Linked DNA regions of Hordeum vulgare: region 1 is linked to region 2. Evidence: chromatin contacts called from public Hi-C data. All regions are on one chromosome and are shown on one strand. The core of a region is the stretch at or near the end of the contact, and the rest is flanking DNA. Distances in the headings are between cores, read along the strand shown.

Region 1 (7,290 bases), core at 3,499-5,998, 940 kb after region 2:
CAGCATGATTTGTCCAATAATACATTCTTCACAAACTGCGCTTTTATACAAGTTTGCACTGCAACAGCAAAAAAGTTTACACAAAAAAATAGAGTCAATGCTTACATAGGTTCGCTTGTTTTTCTTTTTTAAGGTCACAGAGGCTACTTACTTTCTGCATTCCTTCTGCCCTTCGTTGCTCATTAGGTAGTCATGAATAGCTTTGGCTTTGTCCATGTGAATGAAGTGTTGATGCTCAAATGTAGGAATGTTAGTTACATCGTAGACCTTGGTTGACCGCTTTAACGGCCTCTTGATAGATATTATGTTTGCCGTCGTGATCTCAGATGACTGACGTGCTGACGTATCTGGGGAATCCGACTGCAACCTTGCCAGGCGCTCATACGCTTTGTCCATCACTAACGTTGTTTTGAAATGTTGAAAATCCATTTGTCCTTTAACTACAAGCTCATTGTAGGTGTCTACTTGAGCCGGTGACACGCTCTCAAGAAAGAGTGTCACTTCTTCTTCAGAGGCTAGCGTTTTTGGACGTAAGAACTCCAAAGACTCGCCTGTGCATGATGTGCTTCTTACTGCTCGGTTTCTCTCCACTGTTCTCTTCACGCCTTTGCTTGTTTCTCTAGGAACAGAAATCGCAGCATCGCGTTTGCGCTCGTCAATTATCCTCTGTTCATATATCTTTATATTCTCTTTGCTTGGGCCGGGAGGTCGATCTGATTTTATTGGAGGATCCTTCCGTTCATGCTCCCACTGCAAATCTTGACTGTCGTCCTTGCGTTCATCTTCACTGTCTTCTAACACTTCAACTGCTTGTGTATCTCGAGCGCTCGTATCAATTTCCTCGGCAAATTGAGGAATTTCTACTTCAACCATGTCGCATTGTACTTCTTTCATTTCTTCATCTTCAATTACAACCTTATGTTTCAACATATCTATCCGACAAGAACAAAGAGACAAGAATTGTTAGCCTTTGCTTGTAGAAAATACATCTTAGAACATAATTAGTTTTTTTTGAAAGACGAACCTCTCGTACAGTTTAGCAATACTAAGTTTGCATTGCTGATGTGCTCGCTCAATAAATGATACATAATTCTCTTCCTCAACTCAGGGGCTTGTTCTTCAGTCAATGACATGGTTGTTCCTTCTTCGGAATAGTGCTTGACGTTCATGTACATGTAAAACGCACTGTCCAGCCTGCGAGTTGGGACAATTATTCGTTACTATTGCGCGCTCCCCTTGGTATGAAAATACTTTATATGTTTTCATGTAAAACTGCCTCAACAACGAGCTATTTTTAGGACCACAAGAATTAAATGTTACTCCATCCTCCGTCCCAAAATAAGTGGAAGTGACTCAAAAGTGGCTCAACTATGTACTAAAGTTAGTGCAAAGTTGAGTCACTTATTATGGGATGGAGGCCATAGATTAAACATAAAGAACAAGGATGTTAGTAGTGTTTACGTGTCTGGTCCCTGAAGTGGCACATGCACATCGAACTCCTTGAAATGGTCAATGTTACTTGGAGAAAGTTGAATCTTTGATCCTATTTCTCTCCAAAACTTCTTGAATTTTCTTGCTACAACACTCAAGAATTTTTTTGCCTCACTATAATCCTTTATAGAGTCAAGCAGCTCGAAGCGCTGTTTTTTCATATTGACTGATATGGCCACAAAGTGGCCGATAGTCTTCTGATTCACGAACCCCCCTAAAGCAGTTGGCAAAAGAAACTGCAAAAAGAAAAATATTGAAACATAAACATTTGTAACATAAACGTAAACATTTGTAGTCATTCTCAGATATGGTAGTTTGTTCAGTTTACCATCTCATAATCTTGCAGATCCTCTCCTACTTCGATATCAAAAAACCTCATAAGCTGCTTGGGTATAACTCTTTCTCTAATTTTATTGTCATCGTAGTCTCTAAAGTTCAAGGGATCTTTGTCATCAGCACCGTGTATTGAATGCTGTTTGTTTTGTAATGCGTACAAATAAAGAATTTTGTCAGTCCACATGTGCACAGGATGATATTCATTTTACTTAAAACATGAAATTGTGCCGTGGTTTTTACTTACAGTGTTGTGTAGCGTTAGGATCTTCCTCTGTGAGCCCTTGAATTCATTTTGTAGCATCAGTAACAAAGGCTCGATGTTTGTACTGTGCACCGCATTACCAATTTGGAAGCTTCTGAAAGCGTTTCCGATGTTGGTAGTCACGTCACACGTTATTATGAAATCACCATTTCTGCAACATATATATATATGTATATGTATATATATACAAAGATACATACAGATGAAGGATATATTAGTTAACAGGTAAAAAACATTGAAATAAATTATTCTGTGGAAGTAACATACTTTTCTTCGTCCGTCCATTCCCTGCGACATACAACGTTGAATATTTTCCCGATGAATTCTTTCGTGGGCTCAGTATCTATGCTGCCTGAAGAGGACAAGATTACAGATTTAATTGGCATCGTAGAAGTTGATACTTTGTTTTATGCTATTAGAGGTGTTCTATACCTTGTATTTCTTTCGTCACTTTCGTGTCTTGCTGTGTCATGAGGTGCCTCAACTTGTGCATGTGTCATCTCTGTAAGCTCTGAAGATTTGTCCTGCGCACTTTCGATTGCACTATCGTTTTTGTCGAGAACACTCTGAAGATTTGCTTCAATATGTATATGCGTGGGATCTTCTTCATCCACTTCCTGTGTTATAAACTACATGTGTAATTAAATCAAAGTAAAACTGCAAATATTTAATTTCGTATAATCAGCTTGTGGAATACCACCTCTTGTGATGTTGTCACCGTTGCCGTGTCCTGCGGTCCTGTTGTTTGGTTCGTTTTGTTGACCTCTTCGGTAATTTTGAGAAGAGCTTCGCCTTGTAATCTTACTTCGTGCTCCTTGTCTACTGAACTTACTTGTTCAGTTTTTTCCAAATCTCGTTGTTTGTCTCTGGTGAAAGGGCTGCTGCCTTGCTGTTCTGTGACGATCGTTCCTTTTTCCTGTTTTTGTGAACCAAAAAATGTAAATATCAATGGATATTTAATTTTTGAAAAATTGGATTGAGGAATACCGCATCTTTGGTTGTTGTCGCCGGTGCCGCCTCCTGATATCCTGTTGTTTGTTGCTCTTCTTTATCATGCGGCTGTTCAAAGAAAGAGTTAATTTTAAATACCAGTGATAGATACATCTTTATTGATGTGTGAATGTTTTCGTAGTGATATGTTTTGTTTGTTGACCTCTTCTGATTGTTCACCTATGACTAAGACGTCAGTACTATCATTTGTTTCAAGCTGTTGTTCAAACTAAAAATAAATCATTAGGGACTGTATTTTCTTCTTTGTGCACTAATTATAATTCTTTTAAAAGAAATTATTAGGAACTGTAATTCTTGGCTGGTATTGTTCACCTTTACAGTGAATTTGACATGAGCTGCGCCTTGAAATCTTCCTTCTTCCTCCTCGTCTACTGAACTTCCTGATCCTATTTTTTCCAAGTATTGTTCTTGGTCTCCGGTGATAGGACTGCCTTTGCTGTTCTACGACGATGCTTTCTTTTTCCTGCTTTTTATGAACAAAAAATGTAAATAACAATGGAACTAAAGGATGAGACGATAGGGTCATTAGAGACACCGAGCCTAATATTCAGATTATGCTCAGCGAGAGGAAAATTACTCTTAAAGGATGGCGACTTGTTGACATAAAGCTTCCTGAGCCTATTAGGAACTAAAGTATGTGTACAACAACATCGGTCCCCGTTTTGTTTCTTACTTTTTGGATACCATTTTTGATTTATTTTTTAAAGAAAACTTCATTTGGAACATACGATCTTTTATAACTAGTGTCGCGCCGCCGGAGGCGCCATCTGCACGCGGGAACGACGAAAAAGGGAGGAACGCCAAAAAATGCGCTGCGACCTAGGACCCCCTTCAATATTTATATGAATGCTAACCGAGCCGAAAACGAGCTAGTGTCGTGCCGTCGGAGGCGCCGTCTGCACGCGGGAACGACGAAAAAGGGAGGAACGACGAAAAAGTAATGAACCGTGCCTTTAATTTTTGATGAACCGTGCATCTATTTTATTCATGGGGCGTGCCTCTATTATGAGTGCTTCTAAATTTTGATGAACCATGCCTCTAAATTTTGATGAACCGTGCCTCTATTTATTCATTAGACGTGCCTCTATTATCCGTGTCTCTATTTATTCATGGGCGTGCTTCTAAAGATTAATGAACCGTGCCTTTATTTATTCATGCGGCGTGGCCTTGAAATAATTTTGATATGTAAATCTTGGATTATATCCTTAATTTGATAGTTTTATGTTGTACAGGCTAGTTTAAAATTAAAATTTGATCGTGTTGAAAGCTCTCACAAGTAACTTTTCCTGAAATCTCAATTTTTCGGAAATATAATGGAAGAAACGAAAAGGAAAACAAGGAAAACACGAAACAAGGCTGAACTGAAAACACAAAAAGTTCAAAGGATTAGTTAAAAAATGTCTAAAACCGAAAACGGAATCGGGCTCCATGGGTGACGCGCGCGCGCCAATTAGTTGCTCCCAACAAAACCTCTAAGCTTATTGGACGGCGCTCTATGCAGGCCATACCGTCCAAACAAACCCAGTGGCCCATCGCGTGCGGAAGCGAGCTGGAAGTAAGTCCAGGCCGCCGCTTTGGCACAACGCTTTCAGGCCCAGGCCCAAACCACTCTTCTTCCCTGCACCGCAGGGCGCGAGACGCGAGACGGCGGGGAAAACGCAGCGGAAATCCCCCCGCCCCCCTCTCCACCGCGCTTGCATTTCCCGCTCGGAAATTCCCCCAAATAATTTCATCTCCCTCCCATCCCATTCCCCTATCCGCTCCCACCTCCCGGAGAACCCCGCTTCTCCCGCCCGGACGGAGAGCCACCTCGAATCGAATCCCGGCCACCGCGATGCAGCCGCGGCGGCAGCAGCAGTCCATCCTCTCCTTCCTCCACCCGCGCCAGAGCCCGGGGCAGGAGGCGCTCGGCGCCGGCGCGACCCCCGAGAGGCCCCCGCGCCCTCCCGCCCCGTCGTCGGTCGACGGCATCATGGAGAGGCTCGTGCGGCCGCCGTCGCAGGGGAGGTACGTGCGTGCGTACTGACGCGACCGACGCAGCTCCCGCCGTCCTAGGGTTTTGTCTGGGTTTGGGCGTCGTTTCATTGGGCCAGCTAGCTGCCGCAGTATCTAGCTAACGGTTCCGCGCGCGCATTTCTTAGGTGGTTGCCCGCTTGATAGTGAGTGCCGATTCGGTCGATTTAGTTGGATAGCTGTTCGAATGGCTTGAACTCAAATTCTGGCGTGGCTTCATTTGTTGTGGTGGCGCTATTGTGTGGCCAGTAGCAGCAGAGATGAGATGAATGCGAGTTTGCAGTTGCGCTGTTTTTTGACGGGCTTAGCTCTTTTGACTGCGCCTGGTGTTTGGCCACTGCATGTGTTGTGCCTGATAGTTTACGGCCCGCATTGTCATCCTCAGTTAGTCAGTTTGTTTTTGCTATTGCATTGTCCTCATCAGTCGCCATGCTGGCCGTGTTAAATCCGTTTCTCTTAACTTCAATGTTCTTGCTGTCTGTGTCTATAGGCTGTTGGATGGTGATTTATGTGATCTATCTATGTTTTAATTCACATGTTTGTAGTTTTTGAGCATGGATAGATGATGCACCATAAAGTAAACTTAAGATTGGGCTGTTCCATACAATCAAAAGGAAGAATCTGGGCTAATATGCATTATCAGCGATTGCCGATTCGTATTTTGCATGTGGTTCACTCTATCTACATTGCAACTAGCCTTAAGGTTATTGGAGTTACTGTGCTAATTGTCCTAAACTTTAGCGCAAGCTTGGATTGCTGTAATAGACTATGGATTGTTTGGATTGAATGTATTTGTCTCTGTGTTATTGGCATATGCCAGGTGTATGTTCTTGCCTTATTGGTCCATAGTGTCTTGTTTGTTGGTTTGCATCAGCATAGTTTGCGCTCAATTTGGAAAACACTGTCTTGTTTCTTTGATTTGCCATCACAATGATGCTCTCTGTGCTTGTCACAGAAACAAAGATGCTGCCCAGATTAGAAATGCTGAGAGAGCCTTACCTGGTAAAAATGAAGATACCTCAAATGAGCGCTCAAGTGCAGTATTCCCTGTACCGTACAACGGCAACTATAGCAGAGGAACTATGCTATTTGCAGAACATAGCATGGATACCACTCCGCCACAGGAGCCGTTGAAGTTCACCGCAAGGTCTTCCACAGATGAATTTGTTAGAGCAAGCACACTGTTCCCTGAACTTGGTTCAGATCAAACTCCGCTTCATGTGTGTCCGAAGAAGTTATCATCAGAGCGCCCAAACAATCAGTATGCTCAAGATAATTCAGTTTTTGAAGCATTTGATGTACAAACTCCGTCCCAGGAACCCTTGAAGAGAATCTTTTCTGGCCCTTTTCATGGAGCAGATACACCTTTATCAGAGTATCGTTCATATCCAATTCCTTTGCAGCATCCATCGAAGAAGTTGTCACTGGGCTCTTCTAGTGGTGAATACGTTAGAGCAGTGACACCGCTTAGACTTGATTCGAATGATACCCCTACAGTGAAACACTCAAAGAAGCTATTCTCTGGGTCTTCAGACCATTCGTACATTAAAGCAACTAATTTGTTTGCGGAATTCGATTCAAATGGAACTCCGCTGCAGAACCACTCGAATAAGTTCTCAGTATCTATGAATGGTATTGGAGCACCTGCTACACTGTTTCCGGAACTTGATTCTGTTCTTCTAAAACCAGAAACTCCAGTGACACGAGCAGCGGCTCCTCGTGGGAAGAGAGTTCAACAGGATCAATGCATGACTGCCAATAACAGCCACTCTCCTTTGTGGGGTTCAAATAAGAAGGTGAAATCAGCTCATTGTTCTCCAGCTGGGAAGATGGTTAATGATGAAATGGCTGAAAGTGCACGTAGTAAATTTGAATGGCTGAATCCTTTGAATATCAGGGATGCAAATAAAAGGCGACCAGGTGACCCACTTTATGACAAGAGAACTCTTTTTATTCCACCTGATGCACTGAGAAAGATGTCAACATCTCAAAAGCAATACTGGACTATTAAGTGCAAATTTATGGATGTTCTCCTCTTCTTCAAAGTGGTAAATGCCATCATCATTGACTCATACACTGCATATGTGCAGTATACTATACTATCTGCAAGATTATCACGTGAAAGATTACTGCAATGCTAACCAGTATCTCTCATACCTTGGTGTCATACTGAGCTA
Region 2 (6,720 bases), core at 2,534-5,033:
GCTCCGCATCGTTGGATCGTGGGGCGATCCGCGAGACTTGTTGGTTGTGCCTCCCCTTTCTTCGGGTACCCCCTTTATTCTAGTGTTTATTCTGCAGCGACGAGAGGAGCCACTCCTCCTCTGCTTCTTCTTCTTCGGCGACGAGAGGAGCAACTCCTCTGCTTCTTCTTCTCCGGCGACTTTGGGCGATATGTCGAGCTCCACTTCAGCATCCCGCTCCTCGTGGGCCCAGTATGGTTTGCTTCCCATGGAGCGATGTCCTGACTGCCCACGCAGCGCGCCACTGATACGGTTGACTTCGAAGAAGGTCAAGAATGGCAACTATGGGTGCGAGTTCGTGAAATGCGAGAGCAAGCCAGAGGGCAGGTTAGATCTCATGATTTTTCTCTGGTTTCTTTTTATATTTTCTTTTAATTCTTTTTTGATATGGGATTTAGGGTTCATGTTTTCGTTTTAGATCGTGAAGAAATGCACACATTTTGAATGGCTGGATGACTACGTTAAGTGGATTCAATTCAATGGGGCCCTAACCCGGGAGGTCAATCTGCCGTCAGCAACAACGAATTTGGTCTCTGAAAGTGCTGCTCTGACAGTTGGGGATGCAGATCTGAAGGGGGAAATAAAGAAGATGAACAAGAACTTGAAGCAGATGATTCAATTGAACAAGCAGGCGAATCTGATAGCTTTAAGATTTTATCCCTTTTATTTTTGTGTACTTGCTCTAGGATTTGTTTACTTGCTGGTCATCACTCGTTAGAGATGTTATTAGTGTGGTGTCATGTGCTCTAGGATTTGGTTAAATTTGTGGATCATGTGCTCTACGATTTGCTTAAATTTGTGGATCATGTGCTCTGTGCTCTCTGTTGCTTAATTTGTGGATCATGTCGGTTTCGGGTATCCGTCAGTTTCGTCAATTTTGTACACTTTCAGTTTCGTCAGACAACACCGACCGCAGAAAAAAAAAAGTAGTTCTAGGGCCCAAATTGAAACTAAGCTTTGGTTGGGCAGTCTCATTGCGTTGAGTATCGAAGGCCCACACGCTAGCTCTGTTTTTTTCCCTTGATTATTACCATGGTAAATCCATTTATTGCCATGCCGAACAAAAATAGTGCATGATGGTAAATCGATTTATTGTTGGACTTGCACATGTCAAGTTTATTTGTACATATCATGGCAATTTCCTTCTGTATATTGCCTACGGCACAACACTTTCCTTTTTTAACTGCGGGTATTATAAACAAGTTTTTGTTGCAAGAAAAATATTGTTTACACAATTTTGTTTTTGTTTTTTATTAAGAACATGTCAGACTTAATTATGTAGATCATGATATCCATCTGAAACCACGTCTAAAATAAAGTCTGGTGGCACCATTAGCCAGCATATGAATCTAGAGAGCATGTCTAGGCTCGGCTACGACATCATATCCATCGGCCGGTATCTCACATAGCAAACATACATCCATAACATAAAAAGTAGCAACCATAGCATACTTCTTACATAAAACATAGGGTACCCTAAACCATAGCATAGTCCACAAACTATTCAAAAATTAGCTTGTTTTTGTTCATACAATATACGGAATAGGGCCACCAACAATTCAAAAAAAAAAGCTTTTCTTCTTCTTCTTTTCAACATCAACATGGCTCATTTTTCTAGCTTTAGTTTCCTTTTTGACACTTCAACTACTCCATTATCCGCGCGTTCGAAAACTTAACCCTACTCTAAATGGGCGAAAACTTGCTGGTTTTCATTGAGGAATACTCAATCATTGATTGATTTAGCAGAAGGGCTCGTGTACGGCACCATATCCATCTAGCGATTTACCTTACATCAAATAAGATAGAAATAGCAAGCAAAAACACTGATAACCAACGACATATCAAATAGGGATTCCCTATCAAATAAGGGTAGCAAGCATAACAAAGTTCTTAGGGGATAACACGACAGAGATCAAAAGTTCACGGTACAACCAACGACATAATTAAGATAGAAATATTTAAAAGATAAAAAGCCATAACACCATAGGGCAAGACAAGCTCACGATCGAGACCGGGACTTCACCACCATCTTCACTGCGCCTTCTCTTCACTGCTCCCTCTCCATGCCGTCCTGGCCGATGTAGTAGGGGAGGTTGTGCATACCATCACGGGTGGGGAAGATGCAGCCGAAGTTTGTGAAGATGTTGTGGGTTGTGAATGCGATGAATTCGCATCCACACCAAAACACCTTGCGAGGAGGTAGTACGCATCAAATCTGTTGGTGAAGGTGACGGTGAGCCCTATCGGCGGAGTCCTGGAGTTTGGAGGCACTTCCTCGAGTCGAAACATCACCGGCGAGCCCGTTGGGAGGCGGGCGAAGCCCACATGGAGGAACCACTCGGCAAACCCCCTTGCACCCCTCGAGCGTGAGAACGCCCACACGCGGAGCGTCCTCTCCACGATGACGCCGGCCGGATATCGTCTCTCCGGCACGGTCGGTGGGAGCTCGAAGGTGGGGCCGTTGTAGTGCATCCTCGCCTCGCTTTAAGAGTGCTCTGGGTTTGGGTGAAGGGGGCGGCGCAAATGGATGTGTGGAGAATAGGTGGAGGGGTGGTGGTTTAAATAGGGAAAGGGGAAGGGAAGGGGAGTGGCACCGGCCGCGCTTTGGATTTGCTACGTTCAAACGAGTCACGTCGATCGATATGCCACTTTAATTGCCAACATGTTTTAATTGCCACGTTGAATAGATGCGAGTGGATCGAAAAATGTGAAACAATGCTCTACATCGAGGAGACACGCGTGGGAGATGATACGAACCAGCGGCAGCAACGGTCCCTGTGTCCGTGGCGGCTCGCGTGAAAATGAGTCTGGTCAGCGTCCGTGGCGACCCGCATGAAAAAGAGGCCGGTCAGCGCATCGTGGCGGCGGGTGGTGGCGCATGCAGGTAGGCTAGCTACGTCCATGCATGCAGGCTAGCTGGACATGTCGTGCATGCATAACAAGCTTCTGTCGTTGCGGCGCGCGCACGGCCCAATTCTAACCACGGGCCCACGGGCTAACCGCGACACCGTTCGCCGCGACCCCACTCATCAGGTCCACGGGCGACACAGTCAGCGCGGGCCCACTCGTGAGAGTTAACGGTCAAAGCACTGACCCGACGACATCCACTGTTTGTGACCAGTTCCGAGGGTTTCAGCCAAGGGAGTGGGGAAAAGTGAGCAAAAGTTAAGAGCATGGGGATAAGTGAGTATGGCTAAGGAACCAGGGGCACAGAAATAAAAATCCCTAAAAAATAAACATGTGATCAATTGTATGATAGGGATGCCTCCGAGGAGGTGTTTCTTGGGAAAAAGGTGTCTCTCCAACACATCCCTTCATCTTGTATATAAGTAGGTCTCCCACATTGCAATAGAACTAGCGGAATCATTTGAATTCTTCATTTCTCTCTTTGCTTTTATTCTATGACAGAGACGACGGAGAAATAGCGTGGTCAATGTTGGATTCCCTAATGATGCGTCGGCAGTTTCCAAAGGTACATGTCCACCATCCACTTCATATTAATACTATGTTTGGGTGATTTAAAAAACGGATAAGGCCAGAGTTACATGTAGAGAAATAAAAAGTGTGAGACGATAGTTGTCATACGAAAACACCTTCAATCCAGTTTCTATCCAAATATAGGCCCCTGAGTACACGAGCAAACCCACGCGTTTGCTAGGGTTAAAAACAAAATGTGCGGCCGCTTTGCGTGAGAAAAAAACCCCCTATAATACTCAACCACTCGCAAGCGCCGCTTCCCCTGTGCGTCTGGACTCTTCCCCGCCCTCCGTCCCGCCTCCACCCCCGAATTCTCCCCCCTTCCCGCCCACCCAACGCTCCCCCGCCCGCCTCCATGGCCTCGCCGGCGAAGCGCTCGAAGCACTCGTCGCCGAGGAAGCACCAGGAGACGCCGCTTCCCCCTCCGGAGGAAGGCCCCGCGGAGGATCCCCGCGTGCTCCTCCGCCGCCGCTGGGAGCTCGCCTCCGTTCTCCACTTCCTCCAGGTGCGCCCGGCTTTGTCTAGGGTTTCCGGCTTCCCCTTTTGCCGCCTGTCGGTTTTCCGCTTCGCGTCGGCGTAACCGGATGCGGATTTGCAGGTGTTCGAGCCGGTGATCGAGGCGAACCTGGGCCTCTCGGCCGACGAGATCGAGACGGCGCTCATCACCAACAGCGACGACCTCGCTCGCATCCACATTGCCCTTTTGAAGGTTTTCATCGCTCTCCTGAATTTTGTGCTGGGTCTGTGTGGGCCGTGGGTTGCGGAGTGCGTGCAAGTACTTTGCTCATCTGATTTGGTCTGGCCAACAGTGCGGTTGATTGTTTGTGCAGAGATCAGATGCATAGTGGCATGTCTAAATAGCCTAGGTTTGGAGTAGTATGCTTTGTTTTAACGTTCTTAATGCCGTATTTTAACATTTTTAATTACTTGATTCGTACAAAATTATTTTGATATTAATTTCCCTTCTAGTTTTGTATTTTTGATCATTGTGCACCGATTGCTGTGCATATTAGGCATTCGTGCTAATGTTTATGGAACATGGGTGGCCTGATTGGTTTCATGTTCTTGTTATGGATGTGTGTTTGAGACTTTGGAATTATGCTCAGTCGCCAATATGTCTGGTAGAAGATCTTCACTTGGCAAAATATGTCTGGTATAGATCTACACACTAAGTCATCAAGACGTCTGTCTACCTGCTACTATTTTCTAAACTAAATTATTGTTCTTTTATGTACTGCAAGTTTCACACCTGCCAATCCGGAAAATATGTTGCCAAGTGAAGATCTTCTACCAACTATTTGTCTATAATGTTTGTGTCCGAGTCTGACCAAGACAAATCAATTTTGTAAAAACCACTGCGCTCATAAATTTTTGATCTTCTAGTGCAGTCTGCATTTCTCAACAGGACATGTGTGGGGCATCTTCATGGTTTATGTATTTGTACTAAATGTTAGCATTGTTTATTGTGTGATATATTGCCTACACATCTGCAGAATGGGATTTATGTCGCTACACCTAGTAATCTGTACGTGCAAAAAGCACGTCCAAAATTTTGGAAGAGGGTACAATGGTACCCTAAAATTAATAACGAAGAGAAAATAAGATTGCTCCCTATATAGGTACGCAAATGGTTCAACGAAGGTTTGGGATGTGTACCTGAGAGGAGGGGGGGGGGGGCTCTTTATGTGACACTCTAGGAGAGAACAGAAGAAGCATGCATCTAAAGAAAATGGAAAGGTTTCCCTTTTAGGTTTCAACTTGTGCGTTTTTGCCGCTGCTGCGTTGCATGCTTTTCTAAGTGATATACATGCATGCCATCTGTATACATCTTCTAGTGTAATCACCGGGCCTTTGTGGCCTGTCTGCCTTGCTAGATAAGTAGATATAGGTGTGGCCTGCTAGTATCTGACAGAAAATTCAAGAACTTTGTACAACACGCAAGTGAGGAGCGCATAGGAAGCTAGGTGGTGGGGCTGACCGCAAATCCTGGAAACATAGGCCGTTAGATATCCCTATCCAACTGTGTACATATTGCCACAAAGTCCAGTACTTAAATCCATTGAATCTGAGCCGTATGATTTAAGAGATCCAACTGTTTAGACGTGTTGATATTGGTAAACTATATAGTGATATAGATTTTAGTTTGGTACTTTCTTCTTCTGACATAGTGAAGTATCAACTTTTTTTGTTGTACGGTGCCATGTTTGTCCTTGATGTTGTTCGCTAACTTATAGTGGTCAATGTTCAGGGAATACCACCAGTTAACAAAAACCTCAATGCTGATGATGGATGGATAGTATCAACTGCCAAGAAATTATCCGACTGGTGGTCATGGGTAGGTTGCTGGTACATATTGCCTGGCCTCTCTAGTAATGTAAATAAAATAGACTAGTCCAGTTCTTACTAAATTTTGGTTTCAGGTTGCTGAAGGAGCAAACCCATTCGAAAAAAATCCTCGGTATGCATCATCATATTGTAAACAAGGCTCTGTGTTTTACTCTCTGTTGATTTTTCATCACTGTAACCCTTTTATTGGCGCAGTAAGGAAATTGAGACATTTAAGGAGCAGGATCCAGTGAGCCGTTTATTTATACTCAAAGCGCTTTGTGAAGTTCGCTCAGAGGTATTGCTTTTGTGAGACATGTTCTTAATTGGTAAAGTTTCAGCTAGCTTAGCATTTACACATGTTACATATCAACAAGTTTCCGTGAGTGTTTTACACATGCTAGATTAATTAAAAAATTCTATATTTCAGCAAAATGATGCAATAGCTTACATAAATGATGAAATGAAGAAAGGAGGTACTATTGGCAACTTCAGGAAAGACAAGCTAGGCAGTGCTAGTGATGGGGCTATATACTGGTCAGTACTCCTTTCCTTTTCATTACATTTTCCGTAATTTATCATCTTCGGTCACTTCTCTCCTCAGTTAAGTTTTTCAGTATTACTATACTATAAAAGTAAGCTTCGACAGAAAGGTCTTGTTACCCTAATGAGCAGGAAACCTAATATGCCCATTTCATAAATTTTAAATCCTTCCATGCACACGTCAGACACGAGTGAGGGGTTGGATAGGGATGCAGGTGTGAGGCCTGCATCTGTCTGCACTGAATGTTTTTAGAACTAACACAGTAATTAAAGCATCAAGGATTGGTTCATTTCCGGCTCAGCGGACGATGCAGACGCGTCTGCCTGCATACCTAG

The links. A called contact is a pair of places that touch in the nucleus more often than the background predicts.
Region 1: a Hi-C map of seedling shows a contact between it and region 2, with 2.5 times the contacts expected there. The contact joins the promoter of LOC123442967 here to the promoter of LOC123442964 in region 2. A contact is called at or near these places in 2 of 6 Hi-C or Micro-C datasets (leaf and seedling).

What each region holds. Positions count from the first base shown.
Region 1 is chr3H:60,280,794-60,288,083 of MorexV3_pseudomolecules_assembly, forward strand. It overlaps LOC123442967 (DNA mismatch repair protein MSH7), which reads left to right and starts at 4,749. Exons shown (of 17, transcript XM_045119163.1): 1 at 4,749-5,107; 2 at 6,069-7,161. The coding sequence starts at 4,935. LOC123442968 reads right to left here and starts at 6,198. Exons shown (of 19, transcript XM_045119164.1): 1 at 6,113-6,198; 2 at 3,413-3,563; 3 at 3,077-3,148; 4 at 2,790-3,005; 5 at 2,522-2,706; 6 at 2,357-2,441; 7 at 2,072-2,240; 8 at 1,820-1,963; 9 at 1,462-1,727; 10 at 1,025-1,194; 11 at 152-932; 12 at 1-58. The coding sequence starts at 2,582.
Region 2 is chr3H:59,344,402-59,351,121 of MorexV3_pseudomolecules_assembly, forward strand. It overlaps LOC123442964 (DDT domain-containing protein DDR4-like), which reads left to right and starts at 3,784. Exons shown (of 11, transcript XM_045119160.1): 1 at 3,784-4,021; 2 at 4,115-4,225; 3 at 5,765-5,851; 4 at 5,937-5,974; 5 at 6,058-6,139; 6 at 6,272-6,378. The coding sequence starts at 3,872.